Regions from separate parts of the Gossypium hirsutum genome. Here region 1 is linked to region 2. Evidence: chromatin contacts called from public Hi-C data. All regions are on one chromosome and are shown on one strand. The core of a region is the stretch at or near the end of the contact, and the rest is flanking DNA. Distances in the headings are between cores, read along the strand shown. Region 1 has its middle 15 kb from the start of LOC107950773. Region 2 holds the start of LOC107950767 (phosphatidylinositol 4-kinase gamma 2).

What was found. Hi-C and Micro-C count contacts between places; a contact is called where the count stands out from the background.
Region 1: a Hi-C map of leaf shows a contact between it and region 2, with 2.1 times the contacts expected there. The contact joins the enhancer-like site here to the promoter of LOC107950767 in region 2. A contact is called at or near these places in 2 of 34 Hi-C or Micro-C datasets (callus and leaf).

The regions. Positions count from the first base shown.
Region 1 is chrD03:34,428,267-34,433,174 of Gossypium_hirsutum_v2.1, reverse strand. No RefSeq gene overlaps it. Among protein-coding and RNA genes, the nearest start is that of LOC107950773, 15 kb to the left of the region's middle. Within about 2 kb of position 3,199, at least 3 of the 9 cell types and tissues checked have an H3K27ac peak or open chromatin away from gene starts, as enhancers often do. A contact at or near this core is called in leaf, where this site is marked.
Region 2 is chrD03:34,234,577-34,239,657 of Gossypium_hirsutum_v2.1, reverse strand. It overlaps LOC107950767 (phosphatidylinositol 4-kinase gamma 2), which reads left to right and starts at 3,225. Exons shown (of 2, transcript XM_016885723.2): 1 at 3,225-4,938; 2 at 5,024-5,081. The coding sequence starts at 3,691.

The DNA of each region.
Region 1 (4,908 bases), core at 1,950-4,449, 190 kb before region 2:
AAGTTTGTTAAACGGGTGGAATAAATCCTGAAACAGAATTATTTGATGAAGTCATCATTTGGAAACAAATCAATATCGAATAAAATCTAGTTAAACGGCGAGAATAAATCCCAAAACAGATTTTATTTAATTTTAATTTCTCGATTTGGCAACAAAATCAAAATGTAATAAAATCCGTTGAACGGCGGGAATAAATCTCAAAATAGATTTTATTTAATTTTAATTTCTCGTTTGGAAAAAAAATAAAAAAAAGGAATAAAATCCGTTGAACGGTGGGAATAAATCCCAAAATAAAGTCTGTTAAACAGCGGGAATAAATCCCGAAATAGAATTATTTGATTAAGTCTTCATTTGTAAACAAACCAATATCGAATAAAATCTTGTTAAATAGCGGGAATAAATCCCAAAACAGATTTTATTTAATTTGAAAACAAAATTAAAATCAAATCAAATATTGTTAAACGGCGAGAATAAAGCCGGAAATAGATTTATTTAATTTTAATTTCTCGTTTTGGAAACAAAATCAAATGTAATAAAATTCATTGAACGGCGGGAATAAATCCCGAAACAGATTTTATTTAACTTTAATTTCTCGTTTGGAAATAAAATAAAAAATGAATAAAATTTGTTGAACGGCTGGAATAAATCCCGAGACAGTTTTTATTTTAATTTTAATACTTGTTTTGGAAATAAAATCAAAATTGGAATAAAATCCGTTGAATGGCGGGAATAGATCCCGAAACAGATTTTATTGACTTTTAAAAAATATATTTTAAAATAGTTTTTTTCCTTTCGCCTTGGTGTCTCGTTCGTTGGACAAAACACGATTTCAAATAATGGTAAAATCTGTCTTAAGATTGTTGAACAAAACACGTTAGTGAACAAAATATATAAATATAAATAAATATTTATATATAAAATAAAATATAAATGAAATAATTTATGTTTCAATTGTCAAATACATAAACCAATAAAAATCGTAACAAAAAGGTTGAAATCGAAAATAAGAATAGAGATTTACTAAACGCTGAGGCCTATTTAACACAGTTTCCTTAAGACAGATTCTGCCGCTCCTACGGTACTTGGAAAAACGTTGGTTGAATGTCTCCCAGGATATAACAACACAATAGTCAAAGCAGTAGCACCTCTGCAACGATCAACGAACAGACGTTGCCTTTCTATCATCGGAACATTGGAAAATATGGAGAAGAAAAAAAGAGTTTTGAGAGCAAAAGAAATTCAGTGTGAGAGAGTATGAGGGTAGGAAAAATTCTAAAGAATTCATAGCCTTTTATAGGCATTTAGTATGGTGGAATTTTGGAAATATCCATAAAATCTTCCATTAAAGGAGCCAGCAAATCAATTAGATTAAAAAATAAATCAAATTGATTGGAATCAAATAAATAAGATAAATGTCCTTATATAAATAAATTATGTCTGCTAAGGAAAAAATAATTTCGTGTTGGGCTAAGTCATAGGCTCATTTTGAACTCGACAAATCCGAACATTTTGCATTACCCACGTTGTGCAGGTGCACCCCAACCCTCGCTGGGTTTGGACCTGCACTCCCCTACATGTGAAGCAAGATTCCAAGCTTAGTCATTGAATCACCTTTCAAGAGGGTTCCCATATATATATACACATCCCACACTTAGTATTTAACCAATTTGATATCTAAGCTTTTACTTTTCTCAACAAATATTTTTAAGTAGTTTACTTTGAGCATCAAATTCTCTTTAATCACTTAACCATTTTAAGCATATGATATACCGTTGTAAAGGTCTCATGGAATAAAATATAAAACCATAATTTTATGATTCATCTCTCCACCTTTACTTATTGAGAATATGCCTCAAAGTTTCCATAAAATACAATTTTTCTAACATGTAACTACCAAATGAAACACAATAAATATATTATTGGTTAAGGAAATGAAAAGAATCCAAACAAAGCACATACATGGCTTATACAGAAACAGGACTGGAAACTTATGCATCATAATACTAAAAAAATTTAGAATCTCCACCTTAACCATCAATATCAAAATACTCAATTTAATTGTTTGTCCATGAAAAGGGAAGTTTTATGTTTAAGGTGTTGGAATTAGGTTTAATATTCATAAACCATAATAGATTTGGTTTTTTTTTTTAATTTAGGACAGATAAGATAGCATCTTTCTTAATACACAATGCTAGACATTATTCATTGACATTTTTTTTATATAAAAAATCCATCCCGCAAAACTCTAAAGAGAGTATTAATCGAAATTTAAAATTATTTATTTATCATTTTAAGAAATATATATATGTCGATTTTGATTTTTCTTTTGTATCACTTTTAATTGGTACAGTAGTTGGTTAACACCTCATACTGTTCGCACATCAAATTCTTTTAGGGATAATATAATTTTTAGCCCTTGAACTTGATAATTAAGTCTATTTTGGTATTTATATTTTTTTATCTATTTTGGTATTTGAACTTGACATCTAAATTCATTTTGGTCCTTAAACTTCAAGTATATAAATATTTGATGACATGACACTCAAAGATTGTGCCGCATCATCACTTGAAAACTAAAAGAATTATATAAATTTTCAGATAAAGACATGATACAATCTTGGAGTGTCCCATACAGTATTCTAATAATCAGACCGATGATTAAACTAATTAGAAAACTGGTTTCAATTCAATCGGTTCAACTGTTAGACCAACAATAATTAGTTAAATAATTAAAATTCATAAAATTTAAAAATAAAAATTGATTAAACCGGTTCAACCTATTTTTTATGATCGATTTGCGCACTTTCGTCCCAATTTTTGATTTTCAATTCAATCGGTTCAACTGGCTCAACAATACTCACTTTTGTCCTAATTTTTTATTTTTACCGATTTCGAGTAGTTTTTGATTCAATCATTTTATTTGGACCAGTATACTAGTCGGTTCTCGATCCAATCGGTCCGGCCAACCAATCCAATCATGTTCCAAGAACAATGATGACATCAACAAATTTTGACAGAATCCAAATTTAAGGACCAAAATAGAACTAATTGCCAAGTTCAAGTACCAAACTGAACTAATTGCTAAGTTTTGGGGCCAAAGATTATATTATCCCATTGTATTATATCAAATAGCATGTGGTATAGGTGAGATAGGGAAAGAGAGTGGGCTACGTAATTTAATTTATTTTAAAGAAATTAAAAAAAGAGAAGACAAAGCATAATTGTTGGGATCCCAACAGTTCCCATGTGGATACTGGAGACCAAGTTTTTGATTGCTCCTTGCTCACCCTAGCATACATTTTATAAATAATAAAAGATAATGACATTGCTTGGATAGGCAATTAGAGGAAGTAAAAGAATTCAAGAATTTATTTGACCTTTTATTCACTATTAATATATTTTTGTTCAATTAAACAACTATCTTTAATGATGTCTATGTAAAAATAATAGTTTTTTTTTATAAAGAAAACTACCATCATACAAGAAATTATAATAATAATAATTAACTTGATTATCAAACTAATATTGAGGGGAAAAGTTGAGGAATGGTGAATGTGGGGTACCCTAACAAAAATTAAAGAAAGTAAAATAGATATAATTAGAGAGAATGAGGCACTTTGAGTTGGAATCCATGTGAAGACAATCATGGGGTTTAAGAAAATCATTTTCTTTTTAGTGGAGCCTAAGCCAATTTCATAGTGAGCATTTTTTATTTAATTTAATTTAATTAATTCAGGCTTCTCAAGAGGCGGATGGATAGATAAATACTGAGGGATTTTGGTCCTTCCCAAATAATATAGGTTTTGACTTCTTGGTTTTTTTTTTTACTAGATTAAAGGTTTTCCAACCGTTGGATTAGATAACTTAAGTCTAGTATAAATATTGATTTCATTTTTTTGTTTCTTTTGGCGACGGTAATGTCAAATTGCTCAAACTCTATTACTGGTTACATCCATCGATCCCTTAAACCAAAGGGGGTGTATTAAAGAAGCATATCCCCATTGATGGAGGTTTTGAGTAGTAACATCAATGAATATAAATAGACAGAAACAGAAAGATAATAGAAGAAAATTGAAAAATAAAAGAGGAGAAATGTATTTTTAATTTTTATTTAATAAGATTAAAAACCTATCTTTTACATAGAATTCACTATTTATAGGGAACTAAGATGAATAGGTAACTGTAGCAACGGGTTAACTGAATTAGTTTTACTAACCACCTTTACTAACCACCTTATCATGGCTTAATCCTACTATCATTCTTGTTCTCTCCTTCTACTAAAACAAATAGACATGCAGAGATTTCATCAGTAAAGGCAACACAAAGCTGTTGCCGCAAGTGAGTAAAGAAACTAGCTGACAGTGGCTTAGTCAGAATATCTGAAATCTGATGTGTAGCCGGAACATAGCGAACATCAACTTCGCCAGTAGCCACCTTTTCACAAACAAAACACAAGTCTAACTCCACCTGCTTCATCTGAGCATGTTGCATCAGATTGCTAGAGTGTGCAACGGCATTAGTGTTATCACACCAAATGACTGGAGGTTGAGCAACCAGCTGAATTCCCATCTCAGTCAACAATTATTCCAGCCAAGCTATTTCACACACAGTATTGGCAACACTTCGGAATTCAACTTCTATAGACGATTGTGACATAACACTTTGCTTCTTGGAACTCCATGCAACTAAGTTGTTACCAAGAAACATAAAGTACCCAGCTGTAGAACGATGATCATTAGTGTTGCTTCCTCAATCTGAGTCAGAGTAAGCTGTGATGTGTAAGAAGGGACAATGTCGAAATACAAGCCCATGATGTAGGGTACCTTTAAGATAACGAACAAACCGTTTTACCGTCTTCCACTACTTGTTAAGTAGACATTGTATGTAATGACTAACCTTATTAACACT
Region 2 (5,081 bases), core at 1,976-4,475:
AAGTTTATCGAAGGTGGTTGAAGCAAAAGAAGAAGCTTAAGCTAATCTATAACGGTCTTTGAACTGATGCGTTATTGTTACCAATTTGTTGTGTTATTGCAGCTAATTTATTGGACTTTTGTTGTATTGTTTTTATTTTTTGTTTTGTTGTTTGGGCTGATGTAGTTTTTTGCTGTATTTTAAAGTTTTGCTTATGTTTCTATTATAATATTGTTGGGTTGTTGATGTTTACTTGAATTCATGTTGTGTTGCTTTTATTTGTTCACTTATTTACTTCAAATTTTCTTTGTATGATCATATTTAAAAATATTTTCAAAAAAGATTACATAAAATAAGGGATGGCCAAAGTCATATTTTTAATTTAACTAGAATAAATATATTCAGTTTGATTCGAATTTCATATAACCTGACTCGATTCGAGAAGATTCCAAATCAAATTAAGATGATAAAATATGATTCGTCAACTCGATTAACTCAAAAAATTTTCATTCAATTCAATTTGGTCGAATACTCATTCCTACTTCCAATGCAATGAAATTCAAAGGCAATTCTTTTTCCAATTGAAACACACCTACTTTTGGTGCTATTTGGCACACTAGTTGCCAAAGTTTTGGATGCAGCTTAAGGGTGTGCAATAGATAGTTTCAATTGATTCGCTTCAAAAAAATTAGAAAATCGACTTAATCAAATTTTCCTTTTGTAAAAATTAAAATAAATTGAATATCTATAAAAAATTAAGGAAACCGATCAATCATTTATTTGATTGGTTAAATTATGAAATCCATCAAATTGACATTAATTTTTTTTTTTACAAAACAAAGATTAGATGAAGCAAAATCATTATACTAGTAGCTAAAATGACATCATGCAAAAGCTAAAAATTTAATAGTAGCTAAAACATTATAGAAATCTTAAAAAAAAAAAAACAGAGCATATCAAGACCAACACAAAGCTAAAACATAATACAAACCATCATCCTAGAACATAACAATAGCAATAGTTAAAATGCAATCCAGCTATGCTAAAACACAACTAATAGATCTTACTAACATCAACCCTAAAACAACATTAGTACTTCAATACAAACCAACTAACATCAATACTTTAAATACAAATCATAACAGTAGCTAAAATATAACAAAGTTTACTAAAATAAGTACTTCAAATACAAACCAACAATAAAATAACCCCATAGCTATAACTTCGCAAATCAAATACAATCCAAGCTACGTGAAATTCCAAATGCAAATCCAACGTGCGACCTCGAATTGAAGTGGGCGTGGAGCTTGCCATGTTAGATATTTTAAATTGCAAAAGAAAAGGTTTCTAGACATTGATACTGATTAAGCTTTCAATTCTCGATTTTACTGAAAAATGAGAAGGGCACAAACCGTGTTTTATAGTTGTAAATATGAAAGACCGTGGCTACTAAAATTGGTTGCTCAATTTAGACTTGAGTAGAGGTTAACGCATCTATTTATATTATTAAATTTTATTTTTAATTGATATATAATTATAATATTAATTTATGTGATAAATAATATAAAATAATAAACGTAATTTAATATGAATATAAATGCTAATTCAACCACTTGTTTTTGGTTAATATCACTATTTGTTGAATGGGATAATAAAATCAAGAAAGTTTAATTTTCACAATAATTAACATGTAATTGATTTTGTTTTTGGATAGTTATTTTAAAAAAATTTACTCTACAAACGGGTTAAAATTTCGCCTTGTGTCTTTAGATTTTTTTAAATCAAATATTTAAATTTGTATAGATATACTAATAGAATTAGAATTAGAATTATTTAAGTAAATAATTTATTTTTTTAAACAGGTAACTTATGTTTTCCATTTAAAGAATCAATATATGACAGAATTGTGGTTGTATCTTGTTATCCATACTTAGTGCCAGAGTTAGAAAATGTTTTCTAAATTGTATATTTTTACGATAATAAAAATGTAATTTCACTATTTTAATAGTCTACATTTTTATAATTTTTAAAAGATTAAATTAAAATTTTATTATTTGGGAGTGTAAAGTGCAATTTTACCATTACTAATTTAAAATTTTATAAATTATAAATAGCCTAAATGAAAAAAAATTTCATTTTAGGGGGGTTGGACCCTTGCCAGCCCCCTGACTCCACCACTGTCTATACTATTTATAAAGTCCTTTATTGAGTTGTGTTACCCATCAATCGAATCCTAATTCGGTTAGGGAAATTACTTTAATGTCACTTTGCATTTAATTTAAATTATATTATTTGAGGGTATTTTAGTTCTTTTATTTGAAAAAACAATAAAAAAATACATATGATGAGATTTGAACACATGCCAATTGGATTAGCAAAATTTTAAATTTACCAAAAAATTTTAACTAAAGTTTTATTTTAATATTTTTATACATTTTAATTTTATTATTGACACTTTGTTACCCCACCAATTATATATTAATAATGTTGTTGATTGAGATGATATTACAAATTAACTTAACACCAACTTAGGATTGATGACAACACCATGATAAATAATTGTATTTATTTAGTAATCTTAGTCTGATATATTCATGTGTTTAAATTTTATTTTACTTACAATTTAATCTAATTTTTTTATTTTAATATCATACATATATCATGTGTTATTATTAATTAGTTTCAAATAATACATTTTATTATTTATTGTATGTTATTTTTAAACGCAAATCTGTATTCTAAATACATGATTTTCATATACAATAGCATCAATTATTGATAAAAATAAAAATAAGAGTCACTTTATTTATAAATTGTATATGACAATAGATATTCATAATGTTACATGTAGGAGTTTTGTTTTTATTATTTTGGTATGAATTTTAGTTTAATTTAAATTTGAATATATTTAAATTTGTTTATGGTAATTATAAAATTATATTAATTGTAATCCAAACTTATAGATTCTCATTCATAGTTACTTGTATACAATTATAATAGTAATTTGAGGAGAAAATGATGAAATGTGTGTAGCCTATCCTATATTAACTTTATTAAATACAATCGGATTGAAGATAAGATTAAAAAGACGATTCTCAGTGGGTATTTCAGTAAACTCAACCGTCAACCTCCGCTCCTTCTCTGAACTTTAACCAAACGACCGTTACTGACACTAACCGTATTTAAAACAAAAATCTAAAATAATAATAACAAAAACAGGCCCCTTATAGTCGTTGGATCAAAGAGTGAAAGCTTTATAAAAGGCCAACCACTCCAGTCTCATTCCTCCTTTTTATCTCCTTTCTCAGTTTTACTTTGGACGACTACGATTTTTATTTTTATTTTGCATTGGAGCAGAGAAAATAGCTGATACAATCGCGCTAATCAGAAACGGAAACCACCATTTTCGGAAAAACATAAAAACAAAGATGGCGACTATTTTATATTAATCACGGTAGTTCGATCTCCCACTTCCATAGTTTTTACTTATTGTTTCCTTTCTTCATTAAAAAAAAAATCCCTCTCCTGCTGTCTCTCTTTGCAAATGTTTGGAAATTTCATCTTTTTGCCTAAAAAGTTTTATCTCTGTCCCTTTGACTGCAGATTGAACGGAAAATAAATAATTTTTTTCTTTTTTCCTAACTTTTGTTGTTGATTTCTTCATTCAAATGTTTTTCGGTTGAAACAAAAGAAGAACGACAAAAACCAGAAATGTCTGTTGTAGATGTTGCTTTGAGTCCGGTTCGTCGAGAAGCGGTTCACTCTTCTGGTTATTGCTATAACCAAGCGGGTGACTCGATCTTGATTTACCTTTCGGTTTCCGGTTCGGTGATTCCGATGCGGGTTTTAAAATCCGATTCGATAGCCTCCGTCAAGCTTCGGATCCAGACATGTAAAGGCTTTGTAGTGAAGAAACAGAGGCTTGTTTTCAAAGGCAGAGAATTGGCCCGCAACGATTCGCTTGTTAAAGACTACGGCTTGAAAGGTGGGAATTTTTTGCACCTAGTTCTAAAACTTTCCAATCTTTTGCTCATCGCTGTAAGAACAAGTTGCGGGAAAGAGTTTGAATTGCATGTTGATAGGTTTAGAAATGTTGGGTATTTGAAACAAAGGATAGTTAAACAAGGGAAAGGTTTCGTTGATGTTGATGAACAAGAAATCTTTTGTAATGGTGAAAAACTCGATGATCAAAAACTACTTGATGATTTATGTAAAGATAGTGATGCTGTGATTCATTTGATGGTTCAAAAATCAGCCAAAGTTCGAGCTAAGCCTGTTGAACCAGTTAGAGATTTCTGGTTTGAACCAGTTATTGTGAACCCCAAAGTGAAATTGCCTTTTTTTATGTTGGATATGATACATTCTACATTTGATGGGTTGGATATAGGGAACCAGCCAATTCGATCACCGGAAGGGACAGGAGGGGCTTACTTTATGCAAGATAAGTTGGGGGTTGATTATGTTTCAATCTTTAAACCGATCGATGAGGAGCCGATGGCAGTTAACAATCCACATGGAGTCCATGGATCATCAAATGGTGAAGGGTTGAAAAAGGGTACAAGAGTTGGAGGAGGAGCAGTGAGAGAAGTGGCTGCTTATATATTGGATCATCCCAAGAGTGGACCTCGGTCTTTGTCTGGTGAGATGTCGGGGTTTGCTGGTGTACCTCCTACTTGCATGGTTCAGTGCTTGCACAAAGGGTTTAACCATCCAAATGGGTATAAATGTGCACCTGAGAATGTTAAGGTTGGGTCCTTACAGATGTATATGAAGAATGCCGGGAGTGGTGAGGATGTAGGTCCAGGAGGTTTCCCTGTGGAGGAAGTGCACAAGCTCAGCGTGCTCGATATAAGAATGGCAAATGCCGACCGATACGCCGGTAATATCTTGATTGGTAAAGGGGAAAATGACCAAACTGTGCTTATTCCAATTGATCATGGCTACTGCTTGCCTGAGAATGTAAGTTTATATATAGCTATATCATTCTAGTAATGCATTACATCTTTGTTGTCCAACCCTTTTCTTTTTTTTTATCTATTTGCAGTTCCAGGATTGCACATTTGATTGGCTTTATTGGCCACAATCACGACAGCCTTACTCCA